Linked DNA regions of Hordeum vulgare: region 2 is linked to region 1. The links are chromatin contacts, called in public Hi-C maps. All regions are on one chromosome and are shown on one strand. Each heading gives the region's core, a stretch centred on a gene start, on an enhancer-like site or on the middle of the called end of the contact. The rest is flanking DNA. Distances are from core to core; before and after follow the strand shown. Region 1 has its middle 15 kb from the start of LOC123411134. Region 2 overlaps LOC123407129 (serine/threonine-protein kinase STY13-like).

Region 1 (7,172 bases), core at 3,256-5,755:
CAAACTAGCCACAAGCTGCGGTGGAAAACCTCAACCTCGACTTAGACCAAAGTATCGTTGGAATCCGAGCGCACAAGACATTGGTTAAAGGTAAAACAAATCCAGAAAGTCCTCCCGGAAAGCCAGATCTACATCTAGAGTCGCTCTCTATCTATGGGCATCATCTCTCTACGCAAAGTGGACGGTAGCCAAAGAAAATTCCTCGAGTTGCCCGGAGGTGGAACTGCCGACTGCCAGCTAGGTGGTGCAACACTCCTGAGGAGAAAACGTCGAGGGTTCTTGATTAATTATCCACGGGGTGATCATGCCTGATGGAAGTTTTAGTTGTTATTAAGGAAATAGTACTAATGTTGAGACTTGTTGTAAGGTTTTATCCCAAAAGAAAAATCAAGGGGTTCCCCATAACAACCTCAAGCATGTTAGGAGCGCTCAATATGGAACTTAACATTGGTAAACAAAAACTAGGGTGGCAAAGGTGGAACAAAACACGGAACAAAAGGCCAAGCCTTCCACCTTATACCAAGTATATAGGTGCATTAAATTAGACAACAAGAATATTGTGATATCCCCAAGATAACCATGTCATCACATGAAACAACCTTCACCTACATCTAGAAACGCCATAAGAAGGGATGAGCAAGCGCTAACATAGCCAAACATCGGTTTGCTAGGACGTCGAGGGTTAAAGACTTATCATGGCATTTTGGGATGCTCGAGAAACAAGTGGTAGGAAGTGATACATAGAGATAGAAATGGGACAACTAGCATAGCAATGATAGTAGTGGCTTCTAGGAAAATGATCATGTTTCCTTAGGTCTCGCTTGGAAGAAGAATGTATCCGGGAAGAAGACGAACGGGCGTAGTTGAACGAATGCTGACACTCTGAAATTCTTTTGGCACTCTAGTGAGGAGAAGCAAATCCGAAAAAACAAGTGACATGATAAACACCACAACATCTTCATGGCATGATGCACAAACAAATATGATGCATGTCCATACAAATATGCATGGTATGGCAAACAGAGCGAAAAAACTACACATTAAGTGAAGTTCAAAATGCGATGATTTTCATATTGAAGAAACTCCACATATGTATTAATTAGTGCACTCTTATTTAGGTACCCAACAAGTTTAACTGTTGTTAAACATGGCAAGAGGTGAAGCACAAATAAACTATCTATTAAGGCAATTTAAATGAGCCCAAAAGCAACATGTAGTATTTCTGAAATGACAATATATGCAAATTTTGAACTTGTTTTAGATCGGAACTAGACATATATTATATTTATTAAACATGAAATATAAAGTGCACCATGTGATTCTACTCGTTATTCTAGGCGATTTACATATGTAGATCATTTAAAATTGAGCTATGTCCTAGAAGATATGATCAACACAAGATAAAAATATTCATGAATTCAAAATGCGTGCAAAAAACAACCACAAACATTTAAATCATGGATGCAACTTGATATTATGAAACTACATGGAATTCTAGGGAAGCTTCATACACAAGATGTTCAAAATGGAACCATGGTTCAACAATAACAATCAACACAAGTTTTGTTATAATCCCTCCAAAACAGCAACATAGAAATTTACATCCATCAAAACTACAAGCTACAAGAATGTACAATCACAAACAAGACATGGGGCAGTAGTATGTTATATGCACTTCATTTCATCGAAATGAGGCATGGTGAAAAGAGTCTTGGATTAATTGCTAGGATGCTCACAACATGGCGAGAAAATTTAGCAGATAAGGACTTACTGAAAATCACAAATTTTCAGAAAGAGAGTTAACATGAAGGAATATTCATGGCAAGATTTAAATAAGCTACAAGACTTCTCATGTCATGAAATACCACAGCGTGGTAGTAGGCCACATGGACTTCATTTCATTCAATATAAGCATGAGCAAAATATTCACATAAACATGGCTATTATCCACAAAAGATGCAATGTTGAAAATTACAGATTCTCACACTTTTTGAAAATTAGGGTAGACATAAGTAGTAGTTTTTCACAAGTTGACATCTTTGAGGCTAGAATTAAATATGATGCACAATCTTTTCATGGCAACACATGGCACAACATGATAGTCCATAACATGCATTTCCAAACATCCAAAGTGAGCATACTCAAAAGAATTATTTAAGCAAGATAGATTCATGGCAATTAACAAGACATGATAGATCCATGGCAGTTAACAAGACAGATCCATGGCAATTAACAAGACAAAATACTAAGTTCATGAATAGACTTGAGACTTAGAATTATTTCAGCTACCTCAAAAGAGCAACATTGCGTAGGCGTGTTCACATGATGAAAACTGTAGCTAAACATGGATTTCTTGGCATGGAAAAAATACTAGCAACAATTAGACATGACATACTAAAAATTACTCCCTCGCACAATTTTATAGGATGCATGGTTTTACTTAATATGATTTTTGCAAAATGGTACTTTTCATTGATAGAAAAATAGTTTTAATATGGAGGCCTCTTAAGTGCATCAAATGGGAATGCTAGAAAAGTTTTACGTGGAAAATAATGGTGTGGCATGATAGAGCACATCACTGAGACAAAATCACATGAAGCTACCACATGCATAGGAGCTACAGTTATTTAGATATGAATTAAACTGTTTTACTAAGGCATTTATGCAAATTAAATGCAAACAACAAGTTAATCATTTTTAACATGGGTGAAACTTGGATATTGTGAAACTACACGAAATACTATGCATTTTACATATATAAATATTTTTAATCCGATGCACGGTTAATTAGTTATTGTATGCATGAAAATTGAAGGGTTTTTTGAAAACACAATTCATGGGTTAATGTTAAAATCGCAACACTGGGAAAAACAATATCAAGCCGAATATGAGCAGTTCAGTCAAAGATAGGTACTAAAGTGCACACATGAGCGTTTTTTGCTAGAGCTTGCTCGTGATGGGCTTGGGCCAGAGGAGTTATGGGCGGACTGGGATTAGGAGGAGGCATCTGGCCCACACGAGCGGGGGAGGCAGCCCACGCGAGGATGCGAACGAGGCTTATGGCGCTGGTTGAGGGAGCTCCTAGTCGGTGCCTTAAGCGCCGGCTAGGAGAACCAGCGCCCACACGCCCATCATAATGGGCCGGCCCAGTCTTCGGGCGGATTTTTTTATAAGAAATCAAAAAAGCAAAAAAAACATGAACATAAAAGGTTCACAAAAGCAAAAAATGGTTCACAAAATTTGAAACAAAAAGTTCACGAATTTGAAAAAATTCACTGGATCTGAAAAAATAGTTTACAAATTTTTATAAAGTTCATGGATTTTGGAAATTATTTCATCAATTTGAAAAACGTTTTTAAAAATTTCGTTGAACTGAAAAAAGTTCACAAATCATAAAAAAGTTTATCATTTTTGAAAAAGTTCATCCATTTCAAAAAAAGTTAATCAAATCTCAGAAAGTTCATCATAATTTGAAAAAAGTTCATCGATATTCAAAAAAGTTCATAGAATTTTAATACAAAAATTTGTAAAATTCTAAAACGGGTTCATTGATTTGGAAAAATATCTGTTCGTTTGAAAAAAAGTTAATCAAAAAATGGCTGCGTTTTTTGGAAAAATGAAAAATTATATAAAAATTAAAAGGAAAATGAAAAATTAATAAATTGAGTAAAGAAAAAAGATAAAAAGATAAACCGAAGAAAAACCAGTCTTAAAAAAACCTAAATGAAAAAACCCATCTAAGAAGCTTTCGGAACTTTCACAAAACCGGAACCCCCTCCCGATGGGTTAGCCCATGACCGAACACTACACGTGCTGGTTAAGAAAAATGCACTTTAACCTAACCTGCACCTACAACGCCAAATAGGATTTGCCGCTGGCTGGAGTAGGGGCGGTCAACACATTGTGCATTCGTTCCCAAGCTAAAGGGCGCCAGCGGGGTGGCTCGAGGCATGGCGATGCGCGCACGACGCCGATGAGCTGCATGGCCACGGCAAAGGGAGGGGCTTGCCGTATCCGTATGGTTTCGAGGTCAGGAAGGTGGCCGTTTCCATGGCAGCTCCTGCTTGCAACACAGAGAAGAGAGAGAGAGATGGGTGACGTCAACAGGGAGAAATCGAAAGAAGGGAAGAATGGGGCGCGGTGGCTAGAGATGCTCACCAGCGAGAGCTAGCTGCCGGAGGAGGAGGGCATGGGGTGTGTGGTCGAGGCGGGGTGGATGGCGCTTGATGTGTCGTGGGCGTGTGCTCTACTCTGGAGTTGTTGCTCGATTCATAGAAAACGGCGGCACATGAGGACCTCGTACTCCTCTCGAGGGGTGTGCTCGGGCAGACAAGGAAGCGGTGTTGAGCGTTGGATGGATAGGCGTGCAAGATGAGGAGGACCAGGGGTGGAGGCGCACTGCAATTGCGGTTTGAGGAGGCTGCGGTTGTTGGTCCATGGAGGAAAACGAGGAGGAAAATAGTGGATTTGGTGGGGATCCCGAGAGAAAGAGAGAGTGGTGTGGGTGGCGGTGGCTAAGGTGGGATCGGATGGATGCGACACATCTAGGTTTGTCCCGATATATATAGTAGATGGTATAAGGTGAGACTATTTGCAGCCTCTATTCACATCAAGCGGTCCAGATAAATAGGTTAGGGAGTCCAATTGAAAACAGATGATGTTTTTGGGTATTTGAGGGTTGATTCGGACACACTGGTCACAGACTAGCATTTCGGGTTTGGGGAAGCTATCGGACACGCACGAGGGTCATATGCACTGTGGAGAGACGCTAGGCATAGTATAGAAGAAAAGTGCGGGCAGCCCGGCAACAAGTTTTAATAACGAAAACGTCCGACGATTTGACCGGCTATACTACTGCTATAGTTATCTGTTGGGATATGAAACGACCTCCGAATGCGATGCAATTTGACATCTAGTCTAAATAAAATATAATAAGACCGACTCGCCAACTTTTGACCCATTTCGCAAACGCTTATCTCCCAGTTTAGTAATAATAATATTTTAACAATGTCGCGAGCGTGTGCTTGTATGTTTGGTTTCGAAATGGTCAACGACAAGAATGCGAAGAACTAGCAACTATGAACGAATGCAAGTTTTGAAAAATAACGGCAACGGAGTGCCGACAAAATGCAATGATACGATGATTAATGCTACAAAAAAACAAAACACACGGCGCTAACGAGATTTATCGAAGGCATCTAGAGCTTTAGTCTCAGCTCTTACAGCATGTCACATCAAAAAATCTGTTTTTATGATCTAACTACTCGAGGACGGGCAAGAATTAAGCTTGGGGATGCTGATACGTCTCCATAGTATCCATAATTTTTTATTATTACATGTTATTATATTTTCAATCTTGGATATTTTATATGCAGTTTTATATCATTTCTCGGAACTAACCTATTAACCCATTGCTCAGCGCTAGTTGTTGTTTTCTGCGTGTTTTTGACATTTCAGGAAAAAAGTACCAAGGAAGTCCAAATGCAACGTAACATTTTGATGATTTTTTATGGACAAAAATTAGACCTAGAAGCTTCGGAGGGAGACTAGAGGCCACACAGGTTGCACCAAGCCAACAGGGCACGCCCACCGGGGTTGGTCGTGCCCTGATGGCTTGGGACCACCTCCCACAACGTCCTGGCCGAACTCCGCTTCTATAAATCCTAATATGTTGGAATAAACACCAGACATCCACCTGAAATACTTTTTCAACTCCTGCAAGTCTCTGTTCCGCCGTGATCCTATCTGGAGCCCTATTTCGGTGCCCAACCGAAGGGGGCATCAATCATGAAGGGCCTCTACATCAATCTTGCTATTGCCATGGTGATGTGTAAGTAGTCTACCGCAGACATACATGTCCATAGTTAGTACCTAGATGGCTATCTCTCTCTATGATCTTCAACACAAAGATCATTGTGATTCTCGCGGTGATCTATCCTATGTAATATTCATTGTGGTGTGTTTGTTGGGAGACGATGAATTGTGCGCCTATGATCAGAATATTCATGAAAATATATTGAGTCTTTGTTGGTTTCTTAGATGCATGATTATTACATCTTTGTATTTGTCTCTGATCTTTTGGTTTGGTTTGTCCAACTAGATTGATTTACCTTGAGCTGGAATGATGCGTTCTAATGGGTTCAATCTTGTGGCGCTCAATCCGAGTGACTGAAGGGGACATGACATGCATTTTTATTCTTTCCGTTAAGGATAAAAAGGATCGGTTTTATTCATACTAGTTGAGTTTACTTTGTCTACATGATGTCATCTTCTTCAAGCATTACTCTGTTTTTACTTAATACTCTAGATGCATGCTGGATAGCAGCTGATGGGTGGAGTAATAGTAGTAGATGTAGACAAGAGTTGGTATACTTGCTTTTGGACGTGATGCCTATGTATGTGATCATTGTCGTGAATAAAATATTTCGTAACTATGTGCTTTTCTATCAATTACCCAACGGTAACTTGTTTATCCACCATATACTTTCTTTGAGATAGAAGCCTCTAGCAAAAATTATGCCGCTGGTCTTCATAAATCATAGTACAAAAACACCAAAAAAATTACTGCCATTTACTTTCTGCTATTTTATTTTATATTTATGTTATCTATGTATCACTAATTATTGCTTGCAAGTAACGAGTTCAAGGGGATTGACAACCCTCTTACCCGCGTTGGGTGCAAGTGTGTGCTCTTTTGTGTGTAGGCATTTAAGACGGGATTTTTTGTGGTTTTCCTATTGGTTTTATAACCTTAGTTCTGATTAAGGGAAATTCTTATCTCTAATCTGCTGCATCTCCTCTCCTCTTCAGGGAAAAGCCCAACACAATTTACAAGTAGCAAGCCTTAAGGACTTGGCTGAAGTACTGGAAAGGTATCATAAAGCCATACATGTTAGTACTTGTTATTGTTTAAGTGAGACTGGTTGTGAGGGGTCTAAAATTAAGTACATTAGAAGTAACCGCCTTGTAGAATGGTCAGGAAGCCTAGCGGGTCCAGTTCGTCAAACTCACCCCTTGGAGAGATCCAGTCTGGCAGTTATGTGATATAGACCATGAATTATTATTGAGGTGTTTTGGTTTATGAGTTGCGGTCCTTAAAACTTTCCACTTTTCATATTTTGCTAGCCTCTATGGTACAGTGCATTGCCCACTCCCACATTGAGACATGGAGA
Region 2 (7,172 bases), core at 1,873-4,372, 390 kb after region 1:
ACAAATTTCTATCATATTGGTACCCACGGGTGTGAAACTTTACCCGTATTCATACCCGATGGATTCCCATACCCATTGGATACTAAACTGATAGATCAAATGGTACACAAAATTTTGACAATTTTACATCATCAATAGCATATTTAACAAAATAATTAATTATATCAACGCAATAACAGATAGATGAGTACATGACAATTATCTCAATTGAAATCAACAATTGATAATAACTTTAACATAGGCGTGAGGCTTAATTACGGAAGTAGTTGGGTCGCCCAAGTCCTATCATGCCACCGATCCTTGCACATATGTTGAAGCTCCACAGGTAAAGTCCACATGTCACTATAAATAGGTAGGGTATGGGTATATCTATAGATACAAGGCTATACCAATGGCCAAGGACGGACCTACATTGACTCGGTCGGTGTCACTGCACGCCGGGTAGAAACTCAACTTGCGTTATATATACTCCGTATTTTGGACCTGGACACCGGTAAAAATTATACGTAGACACCTTTTGGAACTTGAAACGAGAGACATAACGAGAATGCGCACAGGCATGACCCATCTAATAGCAGTGAGTCATCTAGGTTGTGGAGCACTTGTAACGATGGATCAGATCGTCTCTTTCTGACGATGTTTGATGCCCTTTGTACATGCACTAATTGTGTTGTTGCATGCTTGCCCCTCGACTACTCGGCACTCGCTAGTCACGAGCCCGTTTTTGGTTAAAAAAATGAGACCAGCCCAAGAGCTAACCCTTGTTGGTTTTTATTTATAGAAAAAACTCCACGAACGCCGCGAGTTAGAGCCGAGGCTCGAACCCCGGTGGATTGGTAGCTATCCCAGCTGCCTAGCCAACGCGTCGACGCCCAGAATGACATCATCCGCGTGACTTCGTCTGCTGGCCGCTATAGACCGCTAAATATTTGGAAGGAAATATGTACGACTCTCCCTCAACAACTCAACAACTGTATATATCTCAACTTTTTGTAGCCTAAATTATATGTTTAACGTTTTCAAATTTAAGGGTATCACAACCGATAATCGGATTTCTATGATTTGATATTTTTCCCTTAATGATTCACACCTACTTGGAATTTTCGATTAATTCTCGACCGTAAGGCACGCTGTCAATCAAGTTTAATTCCACAGTAGTACATTAATATGCTTTACTTATTATTTATTTCCTTGAATCCACAAACATAATATAACTCATTTTGCACTTGTGATATATAATAATCAAAAAATAATAGCAAACTCATATTGCCATAGTTGATCATCATTATTATGTTTGTTTCTACTGTTTGGAGCTTCTATGTTTTACTGTACAACTTTACATAATCAACTACAATTTGAAGTGAAACACTTTGTTGTATAAGAATTTTTATCGTGGAAGATTATAGGTTGTTGAGTTTGATGTACATTTGGACACCGGGTGATTTTGGTTCCGGGTCCGCCCCTGCCAATGCCCTATCCATGACCCCTATCCATGACTTAACAGGATACGAATACTATCCATAGGTATAAAATTACATCCATACCCTATCCATCCAAGTATGGTATACATGGCAAACCAACATGCGATTGAATGGTTAAAGGGCTAGGGCTATCTCCAACCCACGAGGGTTCAAGTCCTGGTGCTTGCATTATTCCTGGATTTATTTCAGAATTTCCGACGATACACTTTCAGTGGAAGGAGACGTTCCCGCCGACGATGAGACACCTACAGTGACCTCATAAATCTCAAGATCATATGGTGGTTCAATCTCTCGAAGGTGTTCATAAGGATAGGATGTGTGTGTGAGCCCATCAGGGTTCAAGTCCTGATGCTTGCATTATTCCTAAATTTATTTTAGAATTTTTAGTGATACATTTTCAATTGGAGGAGACGTCTCCATCAACGACAAAGCGCCTACGGTGACCTCGTAAATCTCAAGATCATATACCGATTCAGTCTTTCGAAGGTGCTCATAAAGATAGGATGTGTGTGTACGTTCATAGGCATGAATGTATGCACGTGTATATGAACCCATGCGTATGGGTTTTTTTTTTTTGAACAGAGAAAGGCACCTGAAGGTGCCAATATATTCAGCCCACAGACCATTGTACATACAAGATTACACCATCTGCCAGAAAATAGAGAAAAGAAGAACTACACATGTAACGAAAAAAAGAGCTGAATATAGACATATGAGAGAGCAAGGACCCAGATCCTTACTGAACAGCATGTCCTAAGGAACAAAGGAAGAGACGGAGAAAAGAAAATTCCAGCTTTGACAACAATCTCCTTGTTTCCATCAGCCGAGCAGAGATAATCAGATCATGTTGAGATGAGGAACATCCCGGAGCCATCAACTTCCACGGGTACCCAGGAATCATACCCTGTCCATGCAAGTATGGTATCCACAGGTACCCAGGACAGTTTGAAGACCAGATGGACCAAATCTAGCGGTCCAAAATGCACAAAATCAGGGGAGCTCCGTGGAGGGGTCGGCTACCCTCCTTATAGGTTATAGGTTAGGGTAGGAGTACAAACAAGCGTTCAAGCTTGCATATGCCCTGCAGGGTGATGATTATATAAAACACATGAACAGAGCAGCAGGAGCATGCCGTCGGTGCAACCAGAGGAAACCTCATGACGATGTTTTGGCAATGTTAAGGATAAAACTGTTTCTAGTACAATGACAGTTTTAAGACGAGGACGGGGACTATGGTATGGTCTAAGATAAATATGTGAAGCCCGAGCACACACGTATGCTCAGGCGGGCTTTTCTGCTTCTGTATCAAAAGTATTAATATAATAAATACATGGGATTTAACTTCTCTCCAAATTGCTTTCTTTTCTTTTGAATTCTGCCTGCCTTAGTCTAAGGTCATGGGTTGGGAGATGCAACACCGGAATCTGGCCTTGCGAACATTGTTCAGGACCTCAATCTCCACACGCTCCAGCATCCTCACAACATCAGTGAAAGGGGGGCGGACATCGGGGTTTGCATCCCAGCACCTCGTCATGATCTCCCCAAGGGCAGGGAGGCAGTCATGGGGTATGGCTGGGCGGACACCCTTGTTCACCACAGCAAATGCAGCTTGCACTGCTGTCATGTTTGGAAAAGGAAGGGTCCCAGTTATTAGCTCCCACAGGACGATGCCAAAACTGTAGACATCTACTTTCTGATTGTATGGTCTGTGCTGGATCATCTCACTGCAACCCCAAAATAAGAACAATAAGAAACAGTTCATCCAGAATAAGTTAGCACATCCAAATTAGCAAAATAAAACACAATAAGAAATAGTTCATCCAATTGCAGTATTGCACAAAGCTATATAGTTGGAGCCAGATCATGCAGAATCACAGCAACACCATACATATTAATTTTACATTTCCTCGGGAATACAATGGTCCAATGGGATGGGTCCACAAAAAAACGAATATGCTCAAGGTGTTCCTTGTTTCAACTTAACACATTGCTAAATTTCCACATGAACATTAGAGGAACGAATTTGATGCTAAGGATAAAAACCACTAACACGCTGTTTCATCGACATCAGACTAGCACTGCAATAGTGATTAGTAAAAATGCTACTACCTCCCTGCGTGTAGTTCTTGATAGTTTTCCTATAAACTTGGTTAAACTTTGCACTGTTTGACTTCAGAAAAAACTTGCAGGCCTTCTTTTCAAGCATGGAGTACTTAAAAGCTTCTCAAAATTCAAGACAAGTTCTAACGAACAAGAGAATTTCAATCTACAGACAAACATGATTTTAGTATGAGATGCAAAAAAAAGTGCACCTGCATAGACATATTATCACTACTAAATGCACGATGTTTACTTTTTATACCAGTTCAGGAGTTCCCAGGTAGTTTGCTCAAAGAACTTAGCTGAGCTACATAGTCAGATTATTGTATACAGCAAACTAATGCATGGTTGATTTTGGACATGGCTATGGTACATACAACTTTTAGTAAGTTTTTCTCACTGTTTCCCCCACTCCCCGTCGCTCATATTTGTAGGATACTTAAAGGGTACTGTGAAAATGCATTTAAAGTCTAATTACATACATATGTACCGTAGTCAGTCTCTTGCCATTTATGCAATTTATTATCAGAAACATGTTGCCACCGGAGTTCTGGTATATCAGGATGCCCACTTTCATATACTTAGATCTGAAAAAAAAGGGCTTGCCAGCAAGAGACACGCAAAATAACAAGCTTGAGCACTTCTCCAACTTGGTATTGGTTTAAAAGCAAGCTAAGATTGAGCCTAGGCTGGACAGCGGAGTCTGTCAAGGAAAACTTGACATTTTTGCACATATGAAATAAGCATCTAATTTTAGCATGCATGGTTGTCTCAGTTCCCAGTTATGCAATCTTTTCTTGTTCAATAAATGGAAACCTAGTTAAGACCTACTCCCTCTGTCCCAAAATAAATACTGTTGATCTAGTACAAAATTTGTACTAATTTAGTATTAAATCTGCGACACTTATTTTGGGACGGAGGGAGTATAATTTTCTTTAGAAGAAATATGTTAGCACTATGAAAGAACTAATCAATAATCTTTTCGGGCAGTTCATGGATTAGTTTTATTGGTTTTACCAGCTTGGCCGTTACAATAATTTATCGCTTCCATGTACCCAACTATGTACGGATACTACCCCCATAATTCAACTCATATCGAAATGTTTCTATGGATCTTCATTTATTTATTATAATTTGAATTCAGCTTGAGAATGGTACGAGCTGAGCATAAGCCCGCTCCCTAGCGTGACGACTGACCCGACCCAACTAGATCTAGGTAGGTTTTCAGTGCAAACAAGAGCAGAGCCAAGTCAAATTTGCTCAAACTTGACTTGTTTGCATCCATAGCTGCTCTGGTATGGTAATCAACAACAACAACAACCAAGCCTTCAGTCCCAAACAAGTTGGGGTATACTAGAGCTGTAACCCATAAGATCTCGAAACCAGCTCATGGTTCTGGCACGTGGATAGCTAAGTTCCACGCGCCCTTCTATGGCTAGTTCTTTGGTGATATTCCAGTCTTTCAGGTATCATCATCCCGGGTCCGAACTTTCTTATATGGCCCCACATCCATCTCAGCATGCGCATCTCCGCTACTACACCTAACTGTTGAACATGTCACCTTTTAGTCGGCCAACACTCAGCACCATACAACATTGCGGGTCGAATCGTTGTCCTATAAAACCTGCCTTTTAGCTTTGTGGCATTCTCTGGTCATTTCATCCATCCGGCTTTGATTCAATGGCTCACATCTTCATCAATATTACCATCCATCTACAGCATTGACCCCAACTATCAGAAGGTGTTCTTCTGAGGTACCACCTACCCATCAAGGCTTACCTCCTTGTGCCTAGTAGTACTCAAACCACACCTCATATACTCAGTTTTAGTTCTACTAAGCCTAAACTTTTGATTCCAATGTTTGTCTCCATAGCTCTAACTTTCTATTCGACTAGCACCGCATCATCTACATGGAACATACACCATGGGCTATCTCCTTGTATACCCCTTGTCACCTCATCCATCGCGAAGCAAAAAGATAAGGGCTCAAAGCTAACCATTGGTGCATTCCTATTTTAATTGGGAAGTCATGAGTGTCGCCATCACTTGTCCGAACACCTGTCATAACATTATCGTACATGTCCTTGATGAGGGTAATGTACTTTGTTGGGACTTTGTGTTTCTCCAAGGCCCACCATATGACATTTCATGGTATCTTATCGCAGGCTTTCCCCAAGTTAATGAACACGATATGGAGGTCCTTTTGCTTCATGTATCTCTCCATAAGTTGTCGTTCCAACAAAATGGCTTCCATGATCGACCTCCCAACTCCCAAGCATGAAACCAAATTGATATGCAGGACCTTCTTTTGCTCCCTGTATCTCTCCATAAGTTGTCGTTCCAACAAAATGGCTTCCATGGTCGACCTCCCAAGCATGAAACCAAATTGATTTTTGGTCACACTTGTCATTCTTCTTGAGCGGTGCTCAATGACTCCCACATAGCTTCATTGTATGGCTCATCAGCTTAATTCCACGGTAATTAGTGTTACAGTATATGTGAATTGCACTAGCCCTCTCCATCAGTTAAGACTTTTGGTTGCATTGGCTAGTGCATGAAGCTTAACATGGTATCGGAGCCAAGGTCTTGAGTTCAAGTCCTGGCTTTCGCAATTTATTTAAAAAATTGCTGGTAGCCCCCCTTTATGTCCACGGAGAGGCCTCTTGAGTCATACTTGAGTTTCGCGCGCCGTCGCTCTCTATCGGTTGCACGTGTTGACTTGTCTTCCCCGTCACACGTGAGAGGGGGTGTTACAGTATATGTGAATTGCACTAGCCCTTTCCATCAGTTTGGACTTTTGGTTGCATTGGCTAGTGCATGAAGCTTAACAATTAGTACAACTTTAAACATACCCCTTGTTCTTGAAAATTGGTACTAATATACGCTGCTCCATTCTGAAGGATTGAAGCATCACCAAAAAACTAGCCATGGACAGGGGTGTGTGGAAGCTTGCTATCCATGTGCCAGAACCATGAGTTGGTCGCGAGATCTTGTGGGTTTCACCTCTAGCCTACCCCAACTTGTTTGGGACTAAAGGCTTTGTTGTTGTTGTTGTTGTATACTCCGCTCCATTCTGGTATCTTGTTTGCCTGAAAAATTAGGTTGAAAAGCTTAGTTTGCCATACTATTGTTGTCTCTGAGGCCTCTCCACGCCTCAATGGGGATATAGTCAAGGCCCATCGCCTTGCCTCCTTTCGTCCTTTTTAAAGCCTCCTTTATCTCAGACTCCTGGATTCATCACACAAAACGCCTGCTAGTATCGTCGAAGGAGTCGTCCAACTCAATGGTAGAGCTCCCATTTTCTCCACTGACCAACTTGTCAAAGTATTCCCACCATCTATGCTTAATATCCTCGTCCTTCACCAGGAGCCGGTCTGCTCTGTCCTTGATGCATTTGACTTGGTTGACATCCCTCGTCTTCCTCTCTTGGATCTTGACCATCTTATAGATGTCCCTTTCCCCTTCCTTCGCATCTAAGCGATGTGAGAAGTCCTCATATGCCTGATCCCTTGATTTACTCACAGCTCGCTTTGTGAACTTCTCTGCCACCTTGTACTTCTCTATGTTGTCTACACTCCTATCCAGGTGTAG

Evidence for each region. Hi-C and Micro-C count contacts between places; a contact is called where the count stands out from the background.
Region 2: a contact with region 1 is called in a Hi-C map of leaf, with 4 times the contacts expected there. The contact joins two enhancer-like sites. A contact is called at or near these places in 2 of 6 Hi-C or Micro-C datasets (leaf and seedling).

Annotation. Positions count from the first base shown.
Region 1 is chr7H:349,809,291-349,816,462 of MorexV3_pseudomolecules_assembly, forward strand. No RefSeq gene overlaps it. Among protein-coding and RNA genes, the nearest start is that of LOC123411134, 15 kb to the right of the region's middle. Within about 2 kb of position 4,506, at least 3 of the 3 cell types and tissues checked have open chromatin away from gene starts, as enhancers often do. A contact at or near this core is called in leaf, where this site is marked.
Region 2 is chr7H:350,200,644-350,207,815 of MorexV3_pseudomolecules_assembly, forward strand. LOC123407129 (serine/threonine-protein kinase STY13-like) reads right to left here. Exons shown (of 3, transcript XM_045100194.1): 3 at 2,616-3,205. The coding sequence ends at 2,866. Among protein-coding and RNA genes, the nearest start is that of LOC123407129, 13 kb to the right of the region's middle. Within about 2 kb of position 3,123, at least 1 of the 3 cell types and tissues checked has open chromatin away from gene starts, as enhancers often do. A contact at or near this core is called in leaf, where this site is marked.